4 separate regions of the Mus musculus genome follow, and regions 1, 2 and 4 are each linked to region 3. Evidence: chromatin contacts called from public HiChIP or PLAC-seq and promoter capture Hi-C data. All regions are on one chromosome and are shown on one strand. The core of a region is the stretch at or near the end of the contact, and the rest is flanking DNA. Distances in the headings are between cores, read along the strand shown.

Evidence for each region. Promoter capture Hi-C pulls out the DNA fragments that hold promoters and counts their contacts. HiChIP or PLAC-seq counts read pairs in DNA pulled down with a chosen protein or histone mark.
Region 1: an H3K27ac HiChIP or PLAC-seq map of embryonic stem cells shows a contact between it and region 3, with 14 times the contacts expected there. The contact joins the promoter of Gramd2 here to the promoter of Rplp1 in region 3. A contact is called at or near these places in 2 of 39 promoter capture datasets (cranial neural crest and hippocampal neurons), 2 of 484 Hi-C or Micro-C datasets (both in embryonic stem cells) and 2 of 115 datasets of contacts at active chromatin or transcription factors (both in embryonic stem cells).
Region 2: an H3K27ac HiChIP or PLAC-seq map of embryonic stem cells shows a contact between it and region 3, with 4 times the contacts expected there. The contact joins the promoter of Pkm here to the promoter of Rplp1 in region 3. A contact is called at or near these places in 1 of 39 promoter capture datasets (embryonic stem cells), 2 of 484 Hi-C or Micro-C datasets (both in embryonic stem cells) and 1 of 115 datasets of contacts at active chromatin or transcription factors (embryonic stem cells).
Region 4: a contact with region 3 is called in a promoter capture Hi-C map of erythroid cells, with 28 times the contacts expected there. The contact joins the promoter of Myo9a here to the promoter of Rplp1 in region 3. A contact is called at or near these places in 3 of 39 promoter capture datasets (cranial neural crest, erythroid cells and liver).

Annotation. Positions count from the first base shown.
Region 1 is chr9:59,678,895-59,681,665 of GRCm38.p6, forward strand. It overlaps Gramd2 (GRAM domain containing 2), which reads left to right and starts at 1,260. Exons shown (of 12, transcript NM_001379375.1): 1 at 1,260-1,358. The coding sequence starts at 1,318. It overlaps Pkm (pyruvate kinase, muscle), which reads left to right. Exons shown (of 11, transcript NM_011099.4): 11 at 1-478.
Region 2 is chr9:59,655,156-59,658,049 of GRCm38.p6, forward strand. Pkm (pyruvate kinase, muscle) reads left to right here and starts at 1,421. Exons shown (of 11, transcript NM_011099.4): 1 at 1,421-1,494. It overlaps Gm51708 (a long non-coding RNA gene), which reads right to left and starts at 751. Exons shown (of 4, transcript XR_003948336.1): 1 at 682-751.
Region 3 is chr9:61,912,970-61,916,025 of GRCm38.p6, forward strand. Rplp1 (ribosomal protein, large, P1) reads right to left here and starts at 1,541. Exons shown (of 3, transcript NM_018853.3): 1 at 1,388-1,541; 2 at 919-993; 3 at 314-552. The coding sequence starts at 1,459. The coding sequence ends at 355.
Region 4 is chr9:59,749,774-59,752,514 of GRCm38.p6, forward strand. Myo9a (myosin IXa) reads left to right here and starts at 1,401. Exons shown (of 44, transcript NM_173018.2): 1 at 1,401-1,572. It overlaps Senp8 (SUMO/sentrin specific peptidase 8), which reads right to left and starts at 876. Exons shown (of 2, transcript NM_027838.3): 1 at 805-876.

The DNA.
Region 1 (2,771 bases), core at 10-2,509, 2.2 Mb before region 3:
GGCCAGCAACGCTTGTAGTGCTCACTCTGGGCCATAGTGTGGCGCTGGTGGGCTGGGACACCAGGGAAAATTAATGCCTCTAAAACATGCAATAGAGACCAGCTATTATTCAGGGCCCTACCTGAGCCAGGGGTGGAGGAGGAATGCAGGACTGGAAACCCTGACTTTATCACAGAAGGGCGGCAGCATCTCTGGGCTTTGCTTCTGTAGAAAGTTGTCAGAATTCCCAGCCCTAGCCTGGAGTCAGGAGACAGCAAAAGAGTAGGGGCTGAGGGTGTGGGGCCCAGGGTCCCAGTGTAGATGACGACTTCTGGCCCTGGCCCTGACCTGCTTTCCCAACAGCTTTGGCCTCCCCACTTCTTGTGCACTCCACTTCTGTCACTGCAGACACTCCACTCTCCACCTTGTATTCTGCAGAGTCTCCAGGCCTGTTGCTATAGTGCCCACCTGAATGTCAATAAACAGCAGCTGAAGCACCTGTGTTGTGTTTTGTTTTGTTTTTTTCCGGGGGTTGGTAGTGGTGGTCGAGCCCTGCCCTTTGAGCAATTGAGAATGACAACAGCCAGGAGGCCTGGCCTTGGGTGCTATGGATCCACCAGATAACCTTCAAGCACGGGACCACTGGAGACGCCGGAGACTGAATACTTTGGGAGTATATAAGTTGCCTCCTGCACCAAAGTGCGGCTGTGTATCGGGAAGCTGATCCGTTCTATTTCAGGGCAAATACTAGAAAAGTCTGGGACAGGTTCAGCTAGCACCTAGAATGGTCGAATAGTGGGCTGATCCCTGTGGTAGAGGCCTGTTGAGGGCGCTGTAGGATGAGTCCCTGATTGGATACTTCACAAAACCCTCAGCCTCCATAACAGTTAAGCACAAAGGGTCTCTTGTTTTCCTGTTGCCCTCAGGAATAAGGTACATAGAAACAAGGTGGGACCCTTGTCCCTGGCAACTCCCAACAGCCACCTAGTCAGAGGCTAAGGCCTCTGAAATTGAGATGTTGCAGCACCAAGAGCTCAGGTTAGGTAAGGAGGTTGGAAGGCGGAGTAGAATGAAGAGCCCTGAGGGAACATTTTGATATGAAGTCCCATAATTGAGGACCCAGGCCCTGGTTTCCTCGACCTCACAATTTTGAAGACCTACCTGCAGCTGGGACCCATCAGGGCGGTCTGGGAGCGGGGAAGGCTCCACCAATTGAGCCAGGCTCATTCTGCGCGAGCGGCCAATAGGCGTGTGGGGGCGGGCCTTTCCCGGGGTGGGCGGTCCCCGGAGGGCACTGGGTCTGGCGCACGGCCTCGGGCTCCCGGAGAAGGCGCTGCGATGACCGCCCTGAGCCGTAGCGAGCCTGTCGAGGCGGGCAGGTAAGGGAGGCGTCCCGGGGCTCCAGGTCCAGGAGGCTGCGACGAAGGGCAGGGCGACTCTGGGAATGCCGCGCCTAGGCGCCTTCTGCCTCCCGGCTGGGCACTTCCAACCGCAGAAATTTAGGCTTGGACCCTGCGCCTCCGCCCGGCTGTGAGGTGTGCGAGTCTGGTGCGATGTATCCGATGTGTCTTGGTGGCTTCAGGCGAGCGGAAGGCACGCTCCCTTCTGGAAATCACCTCGTGTCGGCCACCCTCGCGGTCCATTCATTTGTGTTTCATTCATTTCTCGCCATAACGACCCCCCAGTCCCGGTTGTCTCCACACACAGCCTGGCGCTTCCCTGTGGGCCTCTGCAAAATCAGCTCCTCTCCTCTCCTCTCCACTCCCAGCGGGATCTACTCTTAGGAGCACACTCGGCTGCTTCTGAGGCAACGTGGAGCTGTCCCAGCACGACTCGGCCGCACCCCGTGCGCCAGGCCCGGGCGGGCTGGGGCTGGTCTCCAAGCCCAGAGAGCTGGTTCAAAGTCGGCTTGGGAGGAAAGGAAAGTTCTTGCAGGTAGTGGAGAATAAGTGGGGGGAGAGAAGACAGGAGGCGGCATGGCAGATGACATCAAGAATGGTAACTGTGAGCTGGGAGGGTAGGTAGTGTTTACCTAGCATATATAAGGCCTTGGATTTGGTCCTTAGCACTGCATAAAACACATTGGTGATGCACATCTACAATTCCAGCACCGTATGCAAGATGGTTCATGCTTGCTAGCTCCTGGGAAGCTTACATGAGCTGAGATTCAGGGTCATCTTGGACTACATAATGATTTCAGGTCCAGCCCTGGGGAGTTAGGGAATTTAACTTTTGAAGTGGTGCAGATGAGATTATTTAGGGGGAAGATGCGGCCCGTTGATGAAACTGTAAATTCTTGCTCCCACCCAGCCCCAAACCTGCAGGATTGGACATCCCTGGCCAGCCAGGATGGATTGAGGTGGGGCAAATGTGATCTTGTTCCCACATCAACCTTGGTACATAGGGTGATGAGTTAGCACTCAGTCCTCTACGGGCTTGAGGGGGTGGGCTAGCTGTGATCAGCCTTTGTCTCTGGGTTTGCCTCCTTCAACGTACGTATCTGGTTGTGCAAAGGTGTCCTTCCACTCCTAAAGCTGGAAGACAAGAGTCTTGCCAGAAGAGATGGGTAGAGGGTATCGCTCGCCCTGTGGACTGCTCTTCAGTCTCCTCATAAGGCCAGTTAGACTGCAGCATAGAAAGGCATTCTTAGAGTAAAGGTTAGAGTTTGGCAGTCATTAAGGGTGTTCTTAGTGGGGACCTTGGGGCAAGTGAGCAGACCCAGTGGGCAAAGCTGACTGGTTTCACCCCAGCAATTCAGGAGGTGTCTGCTGGGGCCAAGTAGAAAAGGTTTT
Region 2 (2,894 bases), core at 171-2,670, 2.3 Mb before region 3:
GTGTGAGCTACTCTGCTTGACGCACAGTATGCACAGTGGACCTCAACATGAGTAGATAGATAACTGTCACCCTGTTGAACACTATGGTTCTTTTGTGTGTGTGTGTCCAAGGCACAAAGAGGTCATTTCTTCTACCCCCTTCTCTTGCAGAAAGGAATGATTTCCTCCACAGATATAACCTCCCCCTCCCCAACTTCATGTTCTTTCCACCATAATAACCAAGCATTTACTTCCCTAAACTAAGGGGACCAAGGGGACTTATAGAAGAAACTAAAAAACTTTATTTCACTACAAATTGCATTTATGTTACCCTTCCCTCTAATCAAAACTGACCGAAAATGGGATGAAGGCCTGTGATTCAACTACAAAGAAGTGTCTGCTTGAAATGGTCACACCCATCTTTTACCAAGAAAAACAAAAGAACAAAACAAAACCAAAAAAAATCCAAAACCTAAGGTACAGTCTTCCCATTTAGAATGTGGCAACATTGTATCTGCTTTCAAAACTCTGCGGAATGAAGACTAGTGTTAACAGTTGGGAAATTAGAAAATACTTTGTAGGGAAAAAATTGTTAATGCCTCCAATACTACAAATTTAAATACATACACGCCTGAGTCAAAAACCAGTGTTGACTCCTGCATAGATAATGGCTACACGTAGGTCCAGTTCTGCACTAATTACCTTGGATTGGTTTGCTGCGTCCAGGTCCAGGCATTTTAAAAGTGCAGGATTCGAGACTCAAAGTATTAACATGGGTCCAATCTAGCCCTCCTTATTAGGAGGTCGCGCTCACGTTCCAAAGAGAGACTTAAGTTCTTCCTACCCAGCCTCTAAGTCTGGAACCCTCTAGGAGGCAGCCCAGACCTTCCACCACTCTCTTGCTCCCATCACCCCAGCTTCCCGTTCCGCTCAGCCTCAGAGGGTGTACTGGGGCGGGCGCCGGGAGGGTGGAGAGTCTCCGGGCGGGGCTGGAGGAATGTCCGTGGACCTATAAATCTGGGCACCGCCCTGGTAGGCCAGGGCAGATGGGGAGACCTGGGCAAAAGGCCAAAAAGGGAACATTTTGTAGCCGATCTAAAGCAACAGGTGGCGGTGGCGCCCGGGAACCTAGGGGTGGTGGTGGCGGCGGCGGCGCTGGCCCGGTGGGCGGGCCTTGCTCCCTCACCACTTCCCCATTGGTCAACAGGATAACCCTTGAGCAAATTTGGTCTACGATGTCCTTCCGCCACGGAAGGTAGTCCTCCTCAAAAGGGCAACCTGCTTGTCCCGCCTACCCTGAGCTTCTCTCAGGAGGTGCGGGCGCCCCGTTGAGAGGCGGGGCGCCGCCGGCCGCAGCCCGGATTGGGCGAGGGGCGGGGCTGCGGAGGGATTGCGGCGGCCCGCAGCTGTGATAACCTTGAGGCCCAGTCGGCGCAGCCCCGCACAGCAGCGACTCGTCTTCACTTGACTGACGTCCGCTCTAGGTATCGCAGCAGGAACCGAAGTACGCCCGAGGTGAGCGGGGAGAACCTAAGCCATCTGTCCCCAGAGCCGATGCCCACTGGTGTGTAACGCAGGCCTGCCTGCCCACGCGGGACTCAGGCGCCAGGCATCGAGCATCCCACTCCGGGTTGGGGAGGAGCCACACTTGAGTCCAAGTCTTAATCCTCCAAATTGAGGGTGGCCGGCTAGCTCCTTTCCCACGGTCTCATTCTGCTCTCTCTTCCATCTCAATCTGGTTCCAGCCTCTTATCTTACTATTGCTATCCTCGCCACCCTGTTCTCGCCCTGCTCCGATGCTCGTCCTCCTACATCCACTACGACTTACGACCTTCCTCTTAGCTCTGTGCCCTCATAATTCGGTGCCCTCCTCTTAATCTCTACTTGAAATAATTCCCCTACTCACCCCACCCCCACCCCCCATTCAGCCTCCGCGTTCATCCTCCTTTCAGGTCAGCGTTCTCTTCCCGCGCCAGTGTTCGCAGCTCTTCGTCGCCCCTCCCCCCTCCGATCCGGTCACGTCCGCGCCGCAGCATCCTTTCAACCTCCATATCCTCGCCCCTCCCCCTCGCAGCTTTTCCCCTCCCCCCGCATTCTAGTCACGTCCGCGGACTCCTCGTGGTCCGGTGCATGGAGGTAGGATGCAGTCACTAGCGGTCCTTGGTAATGCAGCTACAAGTTACGTAACTTTTGTATTCCCGGTGGCCTGGCAAGAAAGGTTGGCCGCTATTGCTGCCTGTTTTGTGTGCCCGCAGATTTTTGGTGGTGGGCACGGGCCCTCATTGCTCTCGCGCTCCATCCTGCGGCGGAGGGGCGGCACGTACTGCGATGCGTCTGATTAATCGGTCATGCTGCTCCCACGTGCTGGCGAGGGGGAGGGTGGGCGATCAACCCATACCCGTTCCCGACAGAAACTGGAGCCCGACGCTACCAGAACACACATAGCCCACAGAGCTCGGTCTAATTAGGGAAGCAGATTTTGTCAAGTCAGTGCTATGAGGAAGATGGGGCTGCATGCACAAGGTGGCCGGCATACTGGTTTTGAAAAAGCCGGGCATCTTCTAGTCTGAAGGCTATAAAGACCCAGTAAATACCCAGTCATAGTAAGATAAGAGCTCGACCACTTTTTCCAAATCCAGGACACTGGTAGTTTGGAAAAAGTGAACCTTATAGTGAAAATCCAGTCGTGCATGGAGGCAGCTAGGTTTTGGAATCCGGTGTGATCTATTAATATTCTTAGGTTTGGCCTCTGGTCCTGTGTCACTCCAGGCTGCTAAATTACTGGTCTCCTTGTAAGTACGGGCCATCCTCGATGTAGTGACTAACCTCGGGTGAAATATCCAGAAGGGCATGCATTATATCCTTTTGGTCAATGAATGAAGTAGTTACCTTGAAGGCTACCAACTTGATTCTGT
Region 3 (3,056 bases), core at 291-2,790:
ACAACTGTCAAGTTCTTCACACATGAACATCGGGAGACCCAGAGGTTATTTTGTTATTCTTGACAGTAAGAGTTAGCTCTCAGCCTGTCTGTCTGGCACTAAACAGGCTCTCTGAACAGTTGCTTGAAGGGGCTTCCTGGAGACAGACCCACCCATTCTCTACCCAGATCGTCTAGTTCTTTTGACCCAGGTCTTATTTATATAACTCATGGTGGCTTTGGTCAAGACCCTCCTTCCCTGACATTTTTTTGGGACCTGCTACCATCTCTGAAACTCCAAGAGCTTTGTGGCTTACAAGTGAGACCAGTCCACCTACAGGTTCAGCTCTTTATTAGCCAACTTAACAAAAGCAGTTTAGTCAAAAAGACCGAAGCCCATGTCATCTTCAGACTCCTCGGACTCTTCCTTCTTTGCCTCCACTTTCTTCTCCTCAGCTGGGGCGGCGGCAGTGGATGGAGCAGCACCACCAGCAGGCGCAGCTCCAGCTGCTGGAGCGGGCCCACCAGCCCCTACATTGCAGATGAGGCTCCCAATGTTGACATTGGCCAGAGCCTACAACAGAGACATAGAAAAGGCTTTTAGTTTTGTGCTGCAAGATTTAATGATTCAATTAAGCTCTTTTCACCCATGAGACCAAAGCAATGTTCAGGACTACAGGGAATCAATATACAACTGCCACCAGTTGATTGACCCCACTTGCCAGAAATAAAGCTGTTTGTATAAATAGAATGTAGCTATCCACTTTGCATGAATCTCACTGCTTCAAATGCCCAAACTTAAGAGGCAACAAAACTCATTCTCAAGCCATGGACCGTGAAGGCCTGACATAAAAGCCACATCAATAAGTACAAACTAAGATACAAAAATCAAGGCTGGTGGTGGAAATCGTACATTACCAAGTGTAACCCCAAAACTTACCTTGGCAAACAAGCCAGGCCAGAAAGGTTCGACGCTGACACCAGCTGCTTTAATGAGGGCATTGATCTTATCCTCCTGGAACACAAACGCCAACCCGTCAGAACGATCAGAATGCGGCTAAAACTCAGTCACTTATACAGAGTTAAGTTTCGTACTTGGGCTAAAGTCAACCTTAAAAAAGACAAGGCCAGGTTTGAAGGCTCAGCGGGCTGTGGGATTGTCCCGCAGGCCTGACGACCTGAGTTCGAGGCCTAAAACTTAGATAAAAACAGCCCACTCTAAACAGTAGGCCTAACATGCGCGCTCGGGACCGCCATTCACCTGTCTCGGGTTGGGCCGCGCGGGGAGGACAGAGCGCATACGCCTCACAGGCCTCCAAGTCACCGAATGCCTGAGAATGCGAAGTCCGGGCGGAGCCGGGTGTCCGCCGCACAAACACGTGGCCGGCCCGGGGTTATCCCGCACTTACCGTGACCGTCACCTCGTCGTCGTGCAGGATGAGGGCGGAGTAGATGCAAGCGAGCTCGGAGACGGAAGCCATGCTGTAGACTGCCGGCACGGTGCTAGTCGCCGGATGAAGTGAGGGCCTCACCCCAACGCGGCCTTAGCTTCCTCGGAAGGACCGAGCACCTTGGCGGCAGCTGAGGAAAAGATCATATACGCCTGCGCGCAGCTTCTTATGGGACCGCGCCGACCAATCGATGCCCGACTCGAGACGGAAGGGGCAGGGCCAAAACCGAGAGGAGGCGCGTCTGCAGAACGCAGTTCCGGATTTGCGCGTTCGACTTCCGGTGCGATTGGCCTTTGGGGCTTGCGAATATTACAAGTGCTCAACAGTAGAGATTAACAGGCTAAAGGGAGAGAGCTATCGGGGGAGACGTACTGCTTAAACTGACAGGCGCGTTCCCACGGCTTGGGTACACTGAAAAGTCGCTCTCCGCCTCAAGCCTTGCGGATCACGTGGTGGACTTCCCAACCCACCCTCACCCCGGGCGTGCGCGCCGTAGTAACTGTGTCTGTGATGAGGTTGATAAATACCACCCGGGACCCGGAGTTGCATATCAAATGCAATATATCGTGGTTAATGTTTAATTCATTACATTGAAAAAGCACAGAGGGGCGGAAGTTAAGCCATCTTGCAGCTCTCAGGTTTGGCTCCCGCACCCCGAAAAGTGCCAGGAAATCCAGTAACAGGGGCTCTGATCCTGACAGAGGTCAGCAGACACGCTCAAGTACACATAAAAGTAAACACTCTTTAAAGTGTCACGCGAGGTATGGTGAGGAAAAAACCCACAGAAGTAGGAGACCACGTGATAAAATTCGGCAACTAATTATATAGAACCCCTAGAAAACCAGGAGAGTAACTTTGATGCGCAGACATCAAAAGCAAGTATCAATAAACAAACGTTTTCCTTTGCCTCTCTTTTAGTGCATGGTACTTTGTCACAGCAATAGAAACCCCAAGTGCTCATATACACAATTAAATAAAAACACCCCTCAGGTTAGGGTACAGCTCGTGTGTGGTCAGCTTGTGTAGAGGTGACCTTGGTGCTAGAAACTTGCAACTAGAATGTAGTGCATACTAGATTAAGTGGTTTCTTTAAAGTTAATAAAATTCTAATCTCAGGACCACAAAGAAGCTATGAAACAGCAAAAGGAACCTAAGTAGAGCAATATAGTTTTCACAGATAAGAGCCTAAAACGGAGAATTTTCTCCAAGTAATATAGTTCCAATCAAAATTCTGTTCATGATCTCAGTGGAATTTGACATGGCCTTCAGTCTAAACACACACACACACACACACCCTGACAGGGTGTCATGTACCTCAGCTGGCCTTGAACTTGCTATGTGGTTGAAGATTACCTGGAATGTTGGATCTTCCTCCCCTGCCTGGGATTGATTTTAAGTATCCAGGTCATGCTGGGCTAGGGATTAACTCCAGGGCGGGTACACACTAAGCACTCCAGCCACTCAGCTACATCTCAGACCCCCTTAAGCTTACTTTGAGACATGCTCTTTTTTTTTTTTTTTTTTTTTTTTTCTTTCCGAGACAGGGTTTCTCTGTGTAGCCCTGGCTGTCCTGGAATTCACTATGTAGACCAGGCTGGCCTTGAACTCAGAAATCCACCTGCCTCTG
Region 4 (2,741 bases), core at 151-2,650, 2.2 Mb before region 3:
TTTTTTTTTTTAAAATTGGCTCAGACTGGCTTCCCACTTGGAGATCTAGCTGCCTTATTCTTTCAGGAGCTAACAGGCCAGCCATCCCAGGCAATCAGCCATCTTCAAAAACAGCCTTTGCACCTGCATCTGATTATTTCTTGCACTTGTTATAGTTAAGTTTCCCCCGCCTTGTGATCAAGATTGGCCTTAAATTCACTCGCCACATAGTCTAGTTGTTTCAAATGGAAGTCTACCTGCGCGGTTTTTACTAGGTATATGCCAATCCTCTTGCTTTTTACTCTTAGGTTGTTTGTCACATGCCTTTGTACTAGCCTTTCTCTACTCCCATTTTCTTTCTGGCCAGTTTCGGTCCACCAAGGTTTTAACACGAGTTCTCCACAGGCCTGAAAGTCATTTGGGAAAAGTCCTCTTCTGCAATCAAGGACCCCCCCCCCCCCACTCCCCCGTTTGTGTTCAGCTCATCCCGTGTTATTTTACTGTGTTACCATTGCGGATTCTTTGTTTCCTACATCACAGCACTTCAAAAGAGCGGATATTTTTTCATTTTCTTCTAATATTCTGGATTTTACAGCATAGAAACAACTCAGTGAAAAGTCTGTGGAATGAATGGAAAGAAATACTTGGCCACGGGGGCGGGAACAAGTGGGGGGAGGGGCGTGCGTGTGTGGAAAAGGGGCGGCGCTGAGAATCCAGCTGCAGAATGAGGAAGGGGCTCGGACACACTAGAGTCTGCGTGGAGCGCAAAGCGATCCACTGCTTCCAAAAACTGAGACAAACCTAAGTAGGGAGGAGGCGTCTTACCTATTCCTCAGGCCTCACCAACCCAACCAGCCTTCAGGGAGCTCTGTACTGGCCGGAAAGTGAGACTTAAGGTCGTAATCCCAGAGTTTGCCTTTCCAACCTTACGACGTTTTTATGTAGTAATCGAGAATCTAACACGGAGGTCTCAGCCCTGCCGTAAAGTGAAGAAGGAATGGGGAGGCGGGGCCATTCGGAGGGTGGAAAATAGGCGTGTCCGCGCAAGCGCAGGCAGCCCGCTCCAGCAGCGTCACGTGCGGAGGCGGGGCCGGGCGGGGCTGTCCGGGGCTTGGCAGCAGGGGGCGTGGGAGGTAAGTGCGCGCGCGCCTGCTCGGCTGCTGCTGGAGAGCCGCGCGGGGCGGGGCCGCGTGAGCGGGGTCGGGGGCGCGCAGGCCTGAGAGGACTGGGGACGCAGAGGCAGTTGGCGGTGGCCGTCGGAAAGTCCTGGCAGGACGGGGAGGGACTGCGGCGGAGATACCGGTCCCCGGGCAAAAGCAGGGACCGCGGTTTAGCTTCCAACGCGTGCTCTCTGGGCGGGGTGCGGCGGGGGATGTGCCTGCCCAGTCCGGGCGGAGTCTCTCTGACAGGGCGGGGGATGCGCGGCCGCCGCTCTCTCGGACCCTGAGGCGACTGGGCCCACCCTCGCGGAACCCTCCTACCCCCCGGCGGCCTCGGCCTCTGCTTTCTCCTTCTGACCCTGGAAACCGAGCTGGGGAAGCGGCTACCGCCGAAGAGGAAGGGGCTGTGGTGGCCACCGCGGCGCAGCCAGAGGTAAGACCCGCCCCAGCACCCAGCGGCCCTGCCGCCTGGCCTGGCCCGGCCCACGTCTCCCGCTCGGCTCTTTGGCTCCCGGAGGGCTGCCCCGCCCCGCCCCGGCGGAGACGCCCCGCCAGCAGCTCTGCCCCTAAAGCCTAGCAATCGCCGGAGTACCGCCGGGATTCCACCCCCAGACTCGACTCTCCCGTACCTTTCATTGACCAGACACCATTCTGTCCACCAGTAGCCGCGGCGCTTCTGTCACTGGCCCCCTTCCACCTCCTGCTAGAACCTCTTTAGACCCTCTTTAGGACTCTGACTGGAACCTCTAGACACCGTTATGTCGGAGCGGATCCTTGTCTGGGAACCAAGGCCACTACTGCTTCCTAATGCATTGCTACGTCCCAGATCTTTGGGTATCCTACGAGTCATCGCTACCCGAGCTTTCATAGGGACCCTCACGCAGCTTACTTCCAGTCAGGTTTGCTAGGTTTTCCCCCTACCCATACGAGCTTTCAGATAGCCCAATGTCATGATGCTCTTACCTAGTAGGTCTCCGGTTAGCCCTTCAAATCACCATCAGAGTGCTGGATCGCCCCCTCACACCCCCCCCCCCCCCGCCCTGGTGTAGTTTCTCTAGAAGACCTCTTAAGCAAACCTTGTTACCTGATTTCTAACCAATCGGGATCTTTGGTTGAAAAGAAGTTTCCAGGAAAACTCGAAGGGGTTATTTACATAGTCCAGTATATTCACTCCATTGGATTTTAAGGAGTCAGACTGAGACCCATGTTTGGAGCCTCAGGGACTGGTTGCTGAAAGGGAAAGAGAGCAAAGAGTGTGAAAGCCCAGGCAGGGAGGGTATGTGTGCTGTTACAAGGGCAAGCTGCTTGCTCCTCATCTTGTCTCTTCAGTAGAAGGAAAGAACCAGTCTATATCTTGTCACTTCTGGGCTTCTGTAAGGATTAAGTTGCATTACACCAATGAAGATAAGTAACTCTTCATATATTTGTCTCAGCACTGTAGATTTGTACAGATACACAGGTTTTTAACTAGAGGAGTTTTGGATTTACTGTTTTTGAACTTGTTAGAAAAACAGCATTTATAGCTGTTCTTAATCCCTGAAGGCTAATGTTTTTAGTATTTTTTTACCACCCAGTCTTCTCCAAGGACCAAGTATAAGTGTC